2 separate regions of the Mus musculus genome follow, and region 1 is linked to region 2. A link is a contact called in public Hi-C data. All regions are on one chromosome and are shown on one strand. The core of a region is the stretch at or near the end of the contact, and the rest is flanking DNA. Distances in the headings are between cores, read along the strand shown. Region 1 overlaps Gm31711 (a long non-coding RNA gene). Region 2 overlaps Inhba (inhibin beta-A).

What was found. Hi-C and Micro-C count contacts between places; a contact is called where the count stands out from the background.
Region 1: a contact with region 2 is called in a Hi-C map of ECoMG-derived neutrophils, with 4 times the contacts expected there. The contact joins two enhancer-like sites. A contact is called at or near these places in 4 of 39 promoter capture datasets (the 3T3-L1 cell line, 3T3-L1-derived adipocytes, embryonic stem cells and 1 more), 1 of 15 datasets of contacts at CTCF or cohesin (pro-B cells), 9 of 484 Hi-C or Micro-C datasets (ECoMG-derived neutrophils, the HL-1 cell line, the MC3T3-E1 cell line and 6 more), 1 of 115 datasets of contacts at active chromatin or transcription factors (bone marrow-derived macrophages) and 1 of 9 other capture datasets (adipose tissue).

Annotation. Positions count from the first base shown.
Region 1 is chr13:16,241,738-16,244,893 of GRCm38.p6, forward strand. It overlaps Gm31711 (a long non-coding RNA gene), which reads right to left. Exons shown (of 9, transcript XR_382099.2): 3 at 842-915. Among named protein-coding and RNA genes, the nearest start is that of Gm31711, 18 kb to the right of the region's middle. Within about 2 kb of position 1,489, at least 4 of the 459 cell types and tissues checked have an H3K27ac peak or open chromatin away from gene starts, as enhancers often do. A contact at or near this core is called in ECoMG-derived neutrophils, where this site is marked.
Region 2 is chr13:16,016,086-16,019,084 of GRCm38.p6, forward strand. It overlaps Inhba (inhibin beta-A), which reads left to right. Exons shown (of 5, transcript NM_008380.2): 4 at 1,097-1,598. The coding sequence starts at 1,211. It also overlaps the pseudogene B230303A05Rik. Among named protein-coding and RNA genes, the nearest start is that of Inhba, 5.7 kb to the left of the region's middle. Within about 2 kb of position 1,281, at least 74 of the 459 cell types and tissues checked have an H3K27ac peak or open chromatin away from gene starts, as enhancers often do. A contact at or near this core is called in ECoMG-derived neutrophils, where this site is marked.

The DNA of each region.
Region 1 (3,156 bases), core at 239-2,738, 230 kb after region 2:
GAAAGAGAAGGGACTCAAAAAAAGAGACAAAGTGACAGAGGAAAGAAAGAAAGAACTGTGGCAGATTTATTTTATTTTGTATGTATTACTTGCATTTAGGTATGGGCTCCATTTGAGTGCTCAGTGTATGGGGGTTTGAAGAGGTTCCCTGGACCTCAAATTATGGATGGTTATGAGCCACTATGATCCCAGAGCCAATGTTGTCTGCAAAAGCAATAAGTATTCTCCACCTCTGAGCAAAAATCTCAGCCCCAAATCTGTGTTTTTTGTTTGTTTTTTGTTTTGTTTTGTTTTGTTTTGTTTTAAAACTTCTTCGCTACTTTGGCTTACTTCTTTTTCAAATTTAATTTTATATTTTATGGTTTCTTCGATAACCACCTGTCCTCCAAAGATCTCTTTGGAATTTTTAGTTCAAAGTCATTAACTGTATGAAGAACATATTCTCAGATATCAAGGTGACATGTGTTTCTAGGCCTTCAAATATGTCATTATTTCCCCTGTTAAATATTTGTAAAGTTACTGTAGGCCTAGAACTTATTTTGGATAAAGCTATAAATGTGTTAAATTTTAAAAAACAATTGATGTATATATATTAAAATAATTTACGTGGCCTTACCCTGTAAATGGATACAAAATTGCTCCTACTAAACACCATAGGCTGGCAAATAAAAAGCACAGCATTAAGCAGGAAAGGGGTTACTTCTTTCGGGGTTGTCTAGAGATGTCTCATACACACCAAGTATTGCTCTTAGATTCCCTTTAGAACTTTATTCTAAGACCCTTATGGCTGAAGACAGCTCATACTAGAGTCATAACACTGAGACATGCAGCTGGCACTCACCTGGAAGCTTCGCCACTATTAGTCAGCTATCATAATGCTGGAAGGTGATAGGTCATTCTTTCACCTTCTGGAAACTGAAATCAAAACAAACAACAAAAAAAAATCAGTAAGACAAACAAACAAACTAATCAAAAACACAAAGCTCACAGAAGACATGGAATCTGTTTTGTTTTAGCCAACTATTTGTAGGCAAGGTGTCTACTGATACTCATATTCTTAGTTTTAGGGAAGTGGTTTTCCCCCTTCATTTCATTTGTTGCCTTTGTGAGTGATAGTTTGAGGCACCCATTCTATGTACAGTTTGGGAAATGGACTTCATTACATGTTTGACTGATTTATTTCACTTTTTATTAAGAAATATGAATTCTATCAAACATGTTTGTAATCTTTTCTCTTTGTCTCTCTGTGTCTCTGTCAGTTTGTCTCTGTCTTATCTCTGTGTCTGTCTGTCTATCTCTCTGTATCTGTACCATACTGGCCCAAATTCTCTTGGCCCCATCATATGCGTATGGGCAGTGGCACAGCCTCAGGCAATGAAAGCAAATGTAGTCTTTCTTATTTATCATTAGTTTGTTTTGTAACAGTGCAAGGAAACTGCCTCTTCTTTGGTATTTCCCAGAACATATAGAGCAAGATCTGATGTTGCATCAGCAAGGAGACAGAGGCCACAGTCCAATCTCTGAAGTCTGGTGCATAACAGCATAGGTATCAACAAAGGGCAAAATTAGGAACAGCAAACCAAGAATAAACTAAAGAAGGTGAGATGTTTCTGTCTCTACTGCAGTTCAGGCCTCAGGGAGACCCTATTCATCTCATTTGCCTTCTTCCTATCTCCAGGTGATATTCTATTAGACCAGAGCTGTACATTAAGGAGGCTACATATGTCCCAACTCCTAGCTTCTGTTGGGTTAATGTGTAATAATTGAGAGACTGTCAGTTTTTCTGTCTCTACCCACCAATCTCTTTCTGTGTGTGTCTTTTTCTCAGCTTGTGAGAAGAGGCTAGTTTTGCAACACCAGAAAGCCAGCACTGAGCCCCCAGTTTCACAAGCATCAGCATTATCCAACAGCAAAAATGTTGATAGTATTTTACCTTTTTCTTAAAACTCCCTAGGTGAACTTCAGGGAACTGAATATTCACATGTACGTGTTTTGCAGAAAACGGTGTCTCTAGTGTCTTTGATTTCCTTTGATTTTTCATTAATTAGAATTTACCCTAAGTAAAAGCACTATTTTTCCTGTTCCTGCTTTTGTTCTTCAGGTTCTTGTGTCAAATGTTGGAACTTCTATCATTTCCTTTGTAGGTTTATGGATCATGCTTTTATTCTTTCTTTCTTCCTTCCTTCCTTTTTTCCCTTTTTTTCTCTCCCTTCCTTCCTTCCTTCCTTCCTTCCTTCCTTCCTTCCTTCCTCCCTCCCTCCCTCCCTCCCTCCCTCCCTCCCTCCCTCCCTCTTTCTTTCTTTCTTTCTTTCTTTCTTTCTTTCTTTCTTTCTTTCTTTCTTTCTTTCTTTTCAAGGCAGGGTTTCTCTGTGTAGCCCTGTCTGTCCTGGAGCTCACTCTGTAGACCAAGCTGGTCTCGAGCTCAGAAATCTGCCTGCCTCTGCCTCCCAAGTGCTGGGATTAAAGGCGTGTGCCAGCACTGCCCAGGTTATTCTTTCTTTATAGGAAAAAATGCTCAGTTTGGTTCATAATTCCAGAGATTTTGTGGCACAGTCACTTGGCTCTGTTGCTGCTGGGCCCATCCTGGTAAGAAGAACACAGAGAGAATGCATGATGGGGAGCGGGGCACAACTGCACACTTCATGGTAGGCAGGAGGCAGAAGGTTGGTGGTGGGCTACAAGACACAGCTCCAAGGGCATGCCCTACATGACTCATTCTTTTTTTTTTTAATTTTTTATTAAATATTTTCTTCATTTACATTTCAAATGCTATCCTAAAAATCCCTAAACCCCCCCCCCCGCCCTGCTCCCCTACCCACTCACTCCCACTTCTTGGCCCTGGCATTCCCCTGTACTGGGGCATATAAAGTTTGCAAGACCTAAGGGCCTCTCTTCTCAATGATGGCCGACTAGGCCATCTTCTGCTACATATGCAGCTAGAGACACGAGCTCTGGGGGTACTGATTAGTTCACATTGTTGTTCCACTTATAGGGTTGCAGACCCCTTCAGCTCCTTGGGTAGAGCTCCTCCATTGGGGGCCCTATGTTTCATCCTATAGAAGACTGTGAGCATCCACTTCTATATTTGCCAGGCACTGTCATAGCCTCACAAGAGTACAGGGCCCATTCTTAGCAACTGGCTTTCAGCTTCTAAAT
Region 2 (2,999 bases), core at 31-2,530:
CTCGCTCCAGGTCCCATAAGATCTCCCGGCTGGCTTAAGGACCCTGGACATTTAAATATGAATGAATGGCCCAAATGAATGGTTCTGGATTCTGTCAGGCAGAACAACCAGCTGTCTCAGGCAGCCCCTCTGCCCCAGTCCCAGACCCCTGACCTGTGCTACCAATCTGAGGACCTCCCTCAGACCCACAGCAGGATCAGGTGGGTTCTTACTCCAGGAAAGTGCAAAGCCATGGGAGATGACCTGGGGACACTTTCCTATCTAGCCATCTCAGTGAATGGAAACAGTGCATTTAATTTGCTTGCCTTTCTCCCTCCAAAGAAAAAAGGTGAGGCAAGGAAAAGGATTGAGCAGAGAAAGATGAAAAGAAAGAGAGAGAGAGAGAGAGAAAGAAAGAAACCCCTAGACTAAAAGTGAACCGATTTAGAAGAATTTATTGTAGAAAGGACTGGAGTGCCCCCCCCCCCCCATTCTTCAGAGAATGGCAGGATTGGAAGAGAGGTGTGTGTGAGGGAGCAAGGAGCAGCAAGAAGGCAGCCTGTCAGAAACGGGCTGTCCCTCCTCCCTAGTCACAGCTCATACTCACAGACGCCCTCCCTCCTCCCTCTCCCATTCACTCACTCACTTAGGGCCAATCCCTCTCTCTCTCTCTCTCTCTCTCTCTCTCTCTCTCTCTCTCTCTCTCTCTCTCTCCCTCCCTCTCTCTCTCTCTTCTCTCTCTCTCCCTTCCCTCCCTCTCACTCCCTCCCCTTCCCTCCCCTCCCCCTCTCCTTCTCTCTTCCTTTCTCCCTCCCCCTCCCTTGCTGTCCCTCTTTCTCCCCCTTTCCCTCTGTCTTCTCTTCCCCCTCTCTCTTTTCTCCCTGTCTCTCCCTCCCATCCTCTCTCAGTCTCTGTCTCCCCCCACCCTGTCTCTTCCTTCCTCCCTCCCTCTCTCCCTCCCTCCCTCCCTCCCTCTCTCCCTCCCTCCTTCCTTCTCTTTTACTCGGAGACAGTCAGAACTCTCCTCCCTGACAGCCACAAACCTACAGCACTGACTGCATTCAGAGAGGGAACCTGCAAACAAAACTTCACAGAAAACTTTTTGCTCTTGTTCCAGAGAATTTGCTGAAGAGGAGAAGGAAAAAAAAAGTCCAAAAAAACCTGTGCGTGAGGGGTGGGGAGGAAAAGCAGGGCCTTTAAAGAAGGCAACCACACGACTTTTGCTGCCAGGATGCCCTTGCTTTGGCTGAGAGGATTTCTGTTGGCAAGTTGCTGGATTATAGTGAGGAGTTCCCCCACCCCAGGATCCGAGGGGCACGGCTCAGCCCCGGACTGCCCGTCCTGTGCGCTGGCCACCCTTCCGAAGGATGGACCTAACTCTCAGCCAGAGATGGTAGAGGCTGTCAAGAAGCACATCTTAAACATGCTGCACTTGAAGAAGAGACCCGATGTCACCCAGCCGGTGCCCAAGGCGGCGCTTCTCAACGCGATCAGAAAGCTTCATGTGGGTAAAGTGGGGGAGAACGGGTATGTGGAGATAGAGGACGACATTGGCAGGAGGGCCGAAATGAATGAACTCATGGAGCAGACCTCGGAGATCATCACCTTTGCCGAGTCAGGTGGGTGCTGGCATTGGGAGTGGGGGCGGGGGCGGGGAAATGTATTTCGTTGACAGTCCTAGCAGGAACTTCTTTCCCTCCAGCTCAAGAGTGTCCGGGGAGGTTATTAGTTATTAGGTGGTGGCGGTGGCGGCGGCGCCGGAGTGGCAGAGGAGGGGGAAAGGACTTCTTTGCCAGGGAGCCCTGCCCCGCAATGGCTAGCTTACACTTGCTAAATAAACTCAGCGGTTACCCAGAGAGGAAGCTCTTGGGCCAGTCTGGAGCTGGAAAGCAGTCTGCTTGGGGCTCCCTGACTGCCCTGCCTAGGAAACCAGATTTGATCAGGCAGATGAAAGCAGGGCATTTGGGGGTTTGGGGGTGCAGAGGCAGCATCTGGACCCCATCCAAAGTTTTTCTGGGGTAGGAGTGAGAGAGCCTGGGGGCCGAGTGCAAAGGCACTGATGATGGCTCTGTCTGAGAACAAATTTCCTTTAAATGTCTGATCTGGGGCCACATTGGAGCCAGACTCTGGGCATATTTATTAGTGACAATCATTTTCACCTCTGGAAAACCTACCTCTATGAAAAACCCACCGAAGAAGCAAAGAGCAACTCGTAGGGTATTGAATTAGTGATTAATTTTGGAACACTGAAACTTTTGCTGTTAGAACAAAAACAAAATAAAAACAGAAGCAACGAGCGACATCAACAAAAAGCCAGCGAACCTTACCCCCAACTCAATTTTATTTTTTGTAAAGTGACTAACTACTTTTTGCCAAGGAATACAATCTTGACAATGGGCTCTCAGACCCTATGCTGAACGACTCAATCCTTAAGAGGAAAAACTTTCATGGATTCTAATCATTGGCTCAGGACCACACTAACCTGTTGCTGTGGAGAAAAATACCTGTCCAAAGCCCAGGCTCGAAACTGAGAACTCCTCTCCAGTCATGAGGATACAGATCTTACTGCCAATCTGTGGGGACCGGGCACACAGATGTTCTAAAACCTCTTTACTTTCATGTTAAATGCCAGGCTAAGGAATAGGATCCCTTGCCAAAGCCATTTGAAAGGAATGCCATTGTTTTGTTTGGTGGAGCATATGGGCTAGTGAAGTGTGTGCAGGGACTCCCAGCATTTTGTTTAAAAGTTTGCTGCAGCAGTATAAACAATTAAGGCAACACTCAAAATTTCCAATCCTGAAAGCCTGTTAACTCAGATGTTCTGTTTTCAAGAAAGCTGTGCAAGACCTGGGCATCCTTCTTTCGGGGAGGGGGGAGAGGAGACAGCTGGCTTGGTGGCTTCACCCACAGGAAGCCTTGGTACCCCACCAGCTCCTTAGACAGGTTAGTTCTGTCCATGTCCTACTTCCTTAACTAGTTCCTTTTTTGACCCAGTTCCCCAAACCTTGGTCATTGAGACT